3 separate regions of the Zea mays genome follow, and all the other regions are linked to region 3. The links are chromatin contacts, called in public Hi-C maps. All regions are on one chromosome and are shown on one strand. Each heading gives the region's core, a stretch centred on a gene start, on an enhancer-like site or on the middle of the called end of the contact. The rest is flanking DNA. Distances are from core to core; before and after follow the strand shown.

The links. Hi-C and Micro-C count contacts between places; a contact is called where the count stands out from the background.
Region 1: a contact with region 3 is called in a Hi-C map of ear, with 7 times the contacts expected there. The contact joins the promoter of LOC100383821 here to the promoter of LOC100502533 in region 3. A contact is called at or near these places in 3 of 25 Hi-C or Micro-C datasets (ear, leaf and tassel).
Region 2: a Hi-C map of leaf mesophyll shows a contact between it and region 3, with 2.4 times the contacts expected there. The contact joins the promoter of LOC103653664 here to the promoter of LOC100502533 in region 3. A contact is called at or near these places in 2 of 25 Hi-C or Micro-C datasets (ear and leaf mesophyll).

What each region holds. Positions count from the first base shown.
Region 1 is chr4:128,251,143-128,254,623 of Zm-B73-REFERENCE-NAM-5.0, reverse strand. It overlaps LOC100383821 (Bifunctional riboflavin biosynthesis protein RIBA 1 chloroplastic), which reads left to right and starts at 1,633. Exons shown (of 8, transcript NM_001319060.1): 1 at 1,633-1,705; 2 at 1,908-2,003; 3 at 2,441-2,837; 4 at 3,239-3,460. The coding sequence starts at 1,951.
Region 2 is chr4:128,096,696-128,100,410 of Zm-B73-REFERENCE-NAM-5.0, reverse strand. LOC103653664 (RING-H2 finger protein ATL5) reads left to right here and starts at 1,760. Exons shown (of 1, transcript XM_008680492.4): 1 at 1,760-3,382. The coding sequence starts at 2,011. The coding sequence ends at 3,006.
Region 3 is chr4:128,871,289-128,874,707 of Zm-B73-REFERENCE-NAM-5.0, reverse strand. LOC100502533 (cryptochrome 2) reads right to left here and starts at 1,606. Exons shown (of 5, transcript NM_001197008.1): 1 at 1,017-1,606; 2 at 232-447; 3 at 1-159. The coding sequence starts at 1,368. It also overlaps a transcript of LOC100277665 not described here.

The DNA.
Region 1 (3,481 bases), core at 384-2,883, 620 kb after region 3:
TTGGGGAAGGCTGCTGGTCCGGTGCACCACCGGACTGGTCCTGTTCACTATCCGGTGCGCCGCCACGTCACCCAACCACTAGGATTCGGGAGCAGTCGACCGTTGGCACCGTTGTCTTCTTGTGTCACCGGACAGTCCGGTGCCACACCGGACAGGTACTGTTCACTGTGCGGTGCGCCTTTGACTCTGCGGCTCTGACTCTGCGCGCACTGTTCCTCTGTCAGCCCCTTTTGCAGTCGACCGTTGCGCGAGTTAGCCGTTGCTCCTCTGGCACACCGCACAGTCCGGTGAATTATAGCGGAGCGCGCATGCTGAAACCCGAGGGTGGCTGGTTCAACCCTGTATGGCCCTGGTGCACCGGACACTGTCCAGTAGCACACCGGACAGTCCGGTGTGCCAGACCAGAGCACTCTTGGTTTCTTTTGCTCCTTTGAATTTGATCCGTAACTTGAATATTTATTGGTTTGTGTTGAACCTTTTTGCACCTGTAGAACATGTATTCTAGAGCAAACTAGTTAGTCCATATATTTGTGTTGGGCATTCAACCACCAAAATTAATTGTGGGAAAAGGTTAACCCTATTTCCCTTTCACTCTCTCCCATCATGCCTTCACCTCCGCGCCACCCCATTCTCGGCAGAGGGAGTAGGAGCATGCGCCTCCTTCTCGTATTCGTCCGACACCAGCCCCGACACCGACTCGCGCAGTGGCTATTGCACGTCCACGAGGACGTTTCACATCATGTGTGCACCATCGTTTTCGCCGTTGTCGGACGTCCCGTTCGTCTTCCCGGCCTTCACGCTGTTCTTCCTCCCCAGCCTGCTGCCCCCGCCCACGGTCGCAGCCGCGAGCCGACCGACGCTCGTCGACACGGGTACGGTCATGCTCCTGGCCTTTCTCCGTGCGTGCCGTCGAGGAGGGCATGGTGACGCCTGCCACGCTTAGGTTATCTTGGCGATGAGGAGTCCAGGTCTGAATATTGGACAACCAAGGCCCGTAGCGTGGCAGCGGTCGGCATATGCTACGGAGTTGGTGGTGGTGTTGTGTCGCTTCGGCGAGTCTAAGGCTGGGAAAACACTTGCATTCTCTCGTCCTTCTCGGATTGACGTCTGGTGCGTGTGCCTCTCAGTTTGGAGCTGCTCCGGCTGGGGTTCTTCCTCCGCTTGCGTGCTCTCTCCCTATATATCTAGCGGTATACTATCTATGTCGACTCCAGATGTCCAGGTCTTCGTCGTGTCCTTCTTCGACAACGAACATGTATGTCCGCTTCTTTCCTTCCCCTCATGCTCTACGAAACCTTGGAAGTGGGAGAGACGAGGGATGGAGGTCTCTGATTTGCTGTCTATGGTACTCGTGCGTTCATAAAAAATATTATGCGAAGAGCGGAGACAATCAATAAAAAATCTTAAAATCTTTTTATAAATAATTTATATGGATATTGTTATGAGCCGTCGCAACGCACGGTTAACCGATTAGTTTATACTAATTTTTAACTTCTATAGCAATACATAAGCGTATATCTAGTCTTTTTTAAAATATTAAATTTATAGTAACAATTTAGATAACACTTTCGTCTCAATTGCCATCTATTCGTCTCCCACCCCACCCGCACCAAACCCCTAATCACCACACAACCAAAACCCAAACAACACGTGTCCTCCTACAATTGCCGACGTCGCCGTCGTCTTCGCCAGAGCAGCGCCAGCGGTAAGACATTCCGGCCCGCTCCCGCTCCTTCCCGTTGTCTCGTAAGCTGCGAGGAATCCCCAGCTCGTCTTGCCCCGGTTCGGCTTGTACTAGATCTCGCGTTCCGACGGGGCTTCCCGTTGTTTTTTTATCCTTGCTCCTGGATTTTATCAAAATTCGAGCTAGTTTGCTTAATCCGGCGCGCGCTCTGTTGTGGTTCCAGGTTGTTTTGTATCTCCTCGTCGGACCCAGCGTTCCAGTCGAGCATGGCTTCGATTCCGCCTCCGTCTTCCTCCGTCGCTGCCCTCACCCGCCAACCGTAAGAAGCCCTTGCTTGCGCGCCCTTGCTGGTTCGCATGTTTGCGCCGGCTCGGTTTGTTCTTGAGGAAACAGGACGGAGGGTTTGCTCCTACTGGCATTTGTTTCTGGCTCGGTTTGTTGATCGTCTTTGATTTGGTCTGCTTTGGAACACAAAAACCGCAACCAAAGTGCACGTTTTTGTATGCCTGATATAATCTGTCTCAACCTGTGTGAACTAGTCAGTAAACTCAATAATTGGTGAAACGCAGGAGAACATAGGTACAGCGGGATACATTTTTTTTTCACTTGACAGTGATGTGAAAGAGTATCCTTGGGAGTCGGAACTCAACTAGAGATTTTTTTTGCGAGAATTCTAACGTTCATTCGTAAGGCTACACTCGTTTGGGTGTTTGAGAATGATTGTTGGTTTCTGATCGCCTGTTTGCTACAACGCAGGGCCCAGTTCTTGAAATGGTGCAGTGTATCCAAGGAGACAAAGGCATCGGTCTGCAGTTTCTTGGCTACAAATTCAAACAGCACTAGGGTGAAATCAGTGGGCTTGAGAGTAGCATTATCCTTCAAAAATGATGGTGGTTATCCAGCTGACGGTTTCTCTGGGAATGGCAACACGCTATTGCCAAAAAGCACATCCGTTCGTGGCGAGGACCATCCGGTTGCTGATCCTGTACTCCCAATGGATTCAATGATGACGCCAGAAATCCTCTCTGCTAATTTGGCACTTGTTATGGACAAGTTCTCAGATGATGACACAGATACTGAACTTGATTTGGATAGCCCGACAGAGGGCTTCGCGTCGATTCCAGATGCCATTGAGGACGTACGGCAAGGAAAAGTTAGTACATCTTTAAATGTTCTTATGATATCTATTACTTCCATCTTAAAAAAAAACTCAGCCCGGGAATGAAAGACCACCCTCCTAGTATTATATTAAGAAGAGACCGAAACATGGTCTCGGTCAAAAAAAAAATCCTCAAACCCTGACCCCATCAGTAGCGGGCTATCACCGCCCACTCTGCAACGGGTCAGCCAGTGGGTGGCACGCGGGACGTAACCTAGGAGCGGGCAGGATACAACGAGGCGATTTTTTTAACCAAGTCAGAAATTCGTCCCAGATGGGATCGAACACGGGATCTAAACGTGCTACTCGTAAGCCTTAACCATTATGCTAGAGTCCCTTTCACTCTATTACTTCCATCTCATCTATTGTCTGCTAACATTGTTTTATACTTGAAGCTTGTGATTGTTGTTGATGACGAATCAAGGGAAAATGAAGGAGATCTGATAATGGCTGCCTCCTTGGTTACCCCAGAGGCGATGGCTTTTATAGTAAGGCATGGAACAGGAATTGTTTGTGTCAGCATGAAAGAAGATGATCTGGAAAGACTGAGCCTTCCTTTGATGGTTACCACAAAAGAAAACGAGGAGAAGCTATGCACTGCTTTTACTGTTACAGTGGTATGATATTATCATTATTAT
Region 2 (3,715 bases), core at 511-3,010, 770 kb after region 3:
TATATCTCACCACTTCATTTTGTTCATTCCGTTTCCGGACAAAAACCCATTTGTATCCAACAGGAAAAATGCCTCGAGGTGTGGGCATTACTTCTGAGAATACTTGTCTTTTATAAAGCGAGGTTATCTCTGCTTCAATTGCTTCCTTCCATTTACCCCAATCTGAGCGTTTTTTACACTCTGTCATGGATTGGGGTTCTGGGTCAATGAGGATGTCCGCAATTTCCTCAGAGAAATAGGTGTCGACAATGGTAGCCTTTCGGTCAAAGGACTTTCCAGATTCGATGTAATTAATGGCAAGTTCGTTCACCCTTAAAGGTTCATCAACATTTCCCAGGTCGATAATCCTCGAGTTTTTCGATGCCCCCACTTTGGATATGCGCATTCTTAAAGGGGTTTGTGGATCATGTCCACTTTCATCAATGATTAATTGATGTGCATTCACCCACGACGCATCACAGATATAAATGGACACAGGCTCGACAGGGTTAGGGATTAACCCTAGACACATGTCGCCGCCGCACTAGAGAATCACCGGCTGCCAGACCCCAGTTGCTGTTCACAGCATCCGCCCACCGCCGCCATTTGCAGCAGCAGTGCCAACGCCGTTCTCTACAGTAACTGTGCCACGACTGCTCCTTGCAGCAGCGTCTCCGCGCGGTCTGCCGCCATGTGCTGCCATCTCCACGCCCTCCTCCGGCAACGATGCACCAGCGTCCATGGGCCCGAAGCCATTGGGAAGCCCCGGCACATGCCCGGTGCGGATCCAGCCGCGGCTTGGAGCCGCCGTCGCGCCCGCGGTATCGCTCATCGGAGCCCTCCATGGGGAAACCACCTCAGTGGTTACCGCCGCGGCAGGAGGAGGTGTCGTCTCTGGCGGTGGAATGTTCCACCCGTGCACCGGGCAAAACCCCGGTGGAAACTCAGTACCAGCAGGGTATGCCATCGGTGGTGGGATGACCTGCAGCGGCACCGGCTGGAGGAAGTCCGTCGGTACGGGTACGAAAACCGTCTCCGTGGCCCTCGGCACGCGCACATGACGATGATGAAACCCTGCAACGCCGCTGCGGAGGAGGCTGCGCCGTATGGCGGCCTGGAGACGAGCGCGAGCCAGGATGCCGAAGCGGTTCCCACGACGGAACTCGCGAACCACAGCCGCTGTCACCATGGAAACCACAAGGTTGATGTTCGGCATCTCACCTTTTCTGGTTCTTCACGAACTCCGTCTCTTCTGCGTTGGTTGCTTCTCTTCTCTGTTGGTTGGAGCGAAGTGCTGATAACGTGTTTGGAGAAATGACGAAATGGAGAGAACTGATCTTTCATTAATGACTGTGTACACATATATATACATCTTGAACATACGTGAAACTGCTATCTCAGACAGACACAACCCTTCACTTGTTAACTGCTTAATCTAGATTAGTGGACGAGATTAATCCACGTCACTGATCCTCAACAGTAAGGATAGAACCAAGACAAATTTTAACAGTCGATGCTAACCGTCCATATATCTAGTCGCGTCAGCGGTCGTTAAAGACCGAAGTTAATTAGAACCGGCCTTAACATGTAGCCGTAGGTAACTAGGTCATGATGGACCTGTGTGAGGCTGAGCCAACGGCCTCCAGGCCCAGTGGCCCGGCGGTCCCCGACTCCCAACAACCCCCGCGTAGCCTGCGTGGCTGTGTGCGTGCCTACGGCAGCCATCGGCCTCGGTCAGCCAGTATTCCGTGCAGACTGCAGACACAAAAGTCACGCGTGTCGGCGTCGTGACGCCATCGCGCGCTCGCGGGCAATGTTTTTCCCACACGCACCGCGTCGGGCAATGTTTTACGCGGCCTGTCAAGGACGCCAAGAAGTTACTGCCTTTCTCCCTCTCAGCGCCTCAGCGGCGTTCCCGTCTCCTCGTTCTCTCGCTCACCCGGCTCCGTCGGCCATGAACACACGAGCCAGCGCGCCAAGCACCGGCCACCGTCTCCGGCCTTACCTGACCTGACCTGACCGGCTGCATCGATGGTTCCGCAAATACCCGACCCCTGCGACGACGATGGCCAAGATCACCGGTGCCCGCCTGCTGCGGCTCTACCTCCCCCGTGGCCTTACCCTCCTCTTCCTCCCCCCGCCTCCCACGGCCGCAGCACCTTCGTCACGGCTCTCATCATCGCCACCTCGGTGCTTGTCTTCCTCGCTCTCTGCCTCTCCATACTTGTCTTCGTCCGGCGCAGGCGGCTGCGGCGTCGTCGAGAGGCGCTCCTTGAAGCCGCCTTGGCACCGGCGGCGGCCGCCACCTTCCCCGACGAAGGCGAAGGCGACGGCGGTCCCGGCGGAGAGGTCGTGCACCACGTGTGGCACATCCGGACCGTCGGGCTCGACAACGCGGCGATCGAGTCCATCGCGCTTACGCGGTACTGCGCCGGCGGCGTGCTCGGCGCTTCCGACTGCACCGTCTGCCTCGGCGAGTTCCAGGACGGCGAGCTCCTCCGGCTGCTCCCCAAGTGCGCCCACGCGTTCCACGTTGAGTGCATAGACACCTGGCTCCGGGCCCACGTCAGCTGCCCGCTCTGCCGCGCCGACGTGATGGACCCAGGCGCCGCGGCCGCCGACGCCGACGCCGAGCAACCCCCGGGGACCGACGCCGCCGACGCCTCGGCCGAGCGATCCGCAAGCAATACCCCAACCACGGAACTGGAGCGGCTCGATCAGCAGGCCAACGAGCACCACCAAGAGCTGCGAGTCCAAATCGATCAGCCCGACCACTCCAGCTCGCTGGAACTGGAACGGCGACGTCGGCAGGTTCGGCACCACGGAGCACGGGCACAGAACTTCCGGCGGGTGGCTTCCATGGACTCGCGGTCGCCGCCGCCGGTGTCAGCCGAGGTCGATCCTGAAGGCGAGCCGGCCGGCCGCGAGGAGCAGGGGACATGCGGTGCTGTTTGCTGCGAGGTGTCACCAGAGCCTGCTGAGCTGAAGAGGTCATGGTCCGCCAGCAGCCGGTGGACGCTCCTCTAGCGGCATTGCCGCGCACGCAGCTCGCTCCTGCCGCTGTGATGGGACGGAAGATCTGTATCTTGTTTTTTGCCTGCCACTGATCACGCTTGTTTCTGCTGATACTCTGTACAGTTTTCAATTTCAGCGCGGAGGTTCGCTGAACAGTCACACCTGCATTGTGGTGTTCAGCTTGCTTGTTCTTTGCAAGATTCAGAGGAATGCTTCGGCTGCTGTATAAAAACTCAAATATGTCCTTCCTGTAACTGAAACTCCATCTGTTTTATATTTCTTTTTTTCTTTATCCGAGCTCAGCGTATCTCTAACTGGAACTTGAAACTGTTTCGATACGAAAGTGATCTGTAAATATTGATATGATTTTTACCATTCGGCATGATGAGAACACGATTTCCGAGCTTCGAGTCCTGGCGAGCAGCGGACACTGCTAGTTCACGGAAGCGTGATCCTCAAGCACGGAGTCCCTGTTAGGTCATGTTAGGAATTTATGCATTTTTAGATTTAATTTAATTTAAAATATAGCGTAATAAAATAAATGTGATGACAAATATATATGTGTGAATAATTATTCATAGTAGTAGTAAACAACAAAATAACATGCACAAAAATAACAAACTGTAAGTACCCTATGGATGGACCAATGCTCAAGACAACAGTGACTCCATTAACACGAGACATCTCGTATGTATGTTCGATGCAGTCGATCAGAATTCAA
Region 3 (3,419 bases), core at 357-2,856:
TCGCGGAGTAGTCGACCAGCGGACCGTCGAGGAAGGCCGTTAGCGCCTTGTCAGCGTTCTGCCACCCTGGTGACCACGCTCGTGCGAGCAGCGCATTGCTGCCCTTCTCGGACTCGTCTTCAAAGATGAGCTCGTCCCACGGACACCTCGACAGGTCACCTGTGGAGCTCAGCATTTTTCACGTCATCCAGTGTGGCCATTAGAACTCTGTAGGCAAATGCATTTGGATACCTGAATTGATCCTCTTGGGCGGCAGCAGTGGTGCGGCAGGGTCCGGCATGCACAGGCACCTGTTCCAGAATGGCGCGAACATGGTGAAGGGGAAGCCGTCGTCGTCGAGGACCTCCCACGGCTCGTACAGCAGATCGGCGTTGAAGGACTGCACAGTGATGCCCTCCGCCGACAGCTGCTCCTTCACGCGGTGGTCCCGGACCAGCGATAGCGGGTCTGCACGGCGGGCACGAGACAGCGATCGGTGAGGAATCGAGGACCGTTCGTGTCAACCGGGCCCCAAAGTTTATTTTTATTGATGGTTCTTGGGAGAAAAGGAAACTCCAAAGAAGAAAGATGCAGGTTGTTTTGTTTGGTGAGTACAATTGGCTGGGTGCAAGGACTTTTTGGAATTAAGGAGGGCGACGGCGACGGCGACCAAAGTCAGTAAGGCAGGATGCTAATTGCTAAACTAAGCTTGGAGTTGGTTTACGTGTGGAGTATATGAGATATCCATTAATGGCAGATATACGAAAGCGAAACTGTTCATGGAAAGATCCTCTTCTCTAAAATTCTGTATATATATCCTGTGATTTACTATTTAGATAGTGAAGTACGGGATCCCGTTCAACCAAACCCGATAGAGCAAGGCTAGAATACCATGATAAAAAATCGATTTTTGACACGAAGTCAAGCTGACGATTTGCATATACTGTGGCAAGAAGCCAAGAACAGCTGCAACATGTAGCAAGGCGTAAAACAACACCTAGAGCAGAGCAGAGAGAGACAGAGAGGGGGGATCGAACCGTAGAGTCGGTTGAAAAAGAGGTGGGTGGCGCCGGTGCTGCGGACTAGGTCGATCAGCGCGACGACAGCGTCGCTGGAGCGGCGGGTGACGAGGCGGCAGGCGCCGAGCCGGCGGAGCGAGGCGTCGAGGTGCTTCAGGCTTTGGCTGAGCCACCACCGGGACACCCTGCCGGGGTAGTAGGGCCCGTCCTCCTCTGGCGACCACACGTACGCCGGCACGACCTCCCCGGCCGTCCGAGCGGCCGCCGCCAGCGCCGGGTTGTCCTCCACACGCAGGTCTCGCCTGAACCAGACCACCGTCCGCACCCCCGGCTCCCCGCCGCCGCTCATCGAGGACTGCGATGCTGTCATGGCACCCTCACCCTATCCGGCACGGCTGACCAAGAATTCCAGACACAGCAAGCTCTTGGCCCTTTGGCAAGATCCGCAGCAGCTCAATCAAGAATCGGTCAAGCAGCCAAGAACAAGCTCTTGGCTCCCTTCTATGACTATCAGTTGCGCAGGCGAATCAAGCTGCTTCACGCACTGAGCCAGGATTGCTCCAGGAACTGCGGAAAGGCTGGACTGGATGGGCCTCTTCTCTTCAGAGAGGCTGCAGTGGAGATCGGATAATCTGACAAATCCAATCTACCCTCCTCTGATTGAAAATCTGATTGAAAAAAAGGGTCCAGAGTATTTTTTTTCGCCTGGGGAATCGATGATGTTGTGCAGAGATTGGCAGAGGGGCTCTGGGTTGCGGGAAAGGCGAGGGTGTGGTGTGGTCCAGTGCAGAGGGAGGCCTGCGGATATTGGGATTGGTTGGTTCGGATTTGCTCTTGCCTCGTCCTCTTTGCCATTTATCTCCTCGTGCTCGCCTGCGCTTGGCCTTTCCCATAACATATTCCCTCTCCATTTTTGTTTTCCTTTTGTTTTCCCATTTTGCGTGGGCCATTAGATTCCCGTTCAACTCATAAAATTTGGTCAAGTTTATGAAGCATGTTATTAGGAACTTTAGAAAATCATAAAACTGAAGTTATAAACTTTTAGAAGACATAAATAAGTTATTTTGTTTTATATTCAGGTTAAAAATATATTTTTAAAAATGTTTAAATTTATAGTATACAACATAACTTAACACTGAGCCTGGAACCTAGAGCACTGTCAATCACCCCCTTAGCCACTGGCATTATCGCTTGTAACTTTTTTTTGCCACGTCCGATCGGATGTAAAAGTAATTTTTAAAAAATAAACTTATTTTCTATTATGTATAAAAAACTTTCTAAGGTTTAAAAATTATCTAAAAATAATATTCTATAAAACATGGTACTCTGTCATCTAATATTGAGGCTAATTAGGCTATCTTCAGCAGATCGTACATTTGACCGTGTAAAATAGCACTGTAGATATCACTATTTACAGATTAAAGTTTAAAATAAAGATATGATATAGGACGTGATAGAAGAGCTGTTGGAGATAATCAAAGGGCGATGTCACACCCGGTTTTAAGAAACAAAGCCGGGTGCATCTCATACATGCGCCAAGAAGACAACATATATAATAACAGAGTGTATAGAGATAAATGTCACAATATAACCAGAGTACTTATTACATAGCGGGAGTCTTACAAAATAAAATATAAATATAAAACAAACTAAGGATCATCCTTGGCGCAAGTCAACTAGAAGACGCCACCTAGATCGAATCGAACACCTCGTTGTGTGGCTACTCTTGAACCACCTATTCTTTTCTTGTGGGGGTGTGAGATAGCAAGGGTGAGCTCACACGTGTTCATCGGTCAACAAGTTGTGGGGAATAATGTGTATGAACTCACTAAAGATGGGAGTTCATGTAATGTGCAAAGCTGATCAGCAATAGGGGTTTAAGCTGAGCATTGCTTTTAATAAGTTGGTCAAAATTTTATTAGCAATTACTAAATGTAAGTAAATACCAAACCATAATAAATAATAATAGAACAAAATTAATACCAAACCATAGTAAATCCCATGTCGCCAGGGTTTGCAAGGCCCTTAGACACTACCGAGGTGAATGGCTAGGGATCCACTACAAGGCCTTTACAAAGTTCCACTAGCTTCCGAAAACCCGCTACAGTTTATGGGAAGAGCACTTGCAAGAATCCCCCATCTGACCGCCATCGCAGCAAAATCAACCCGAGAACCTTCTTGCATGCAACTCCCCTACTACCCTTGCCCCTTTCGGGTAAGGTAGTCTTCCACTAGCTTTCCTAATTAGTCAGCCAAGGGCGTCCCATTCCACCCTTGTGGTGGCACGTGTTTCTCAAGTTAAGCTCAATGTTCCAATTAACATTAATGATCTTGACGTGAACATAAATAGAATAACGAAATAATTGGAACATGGATATAATGAAATATTAACCCAAAACCATATAAAGCAATAGCAAAACT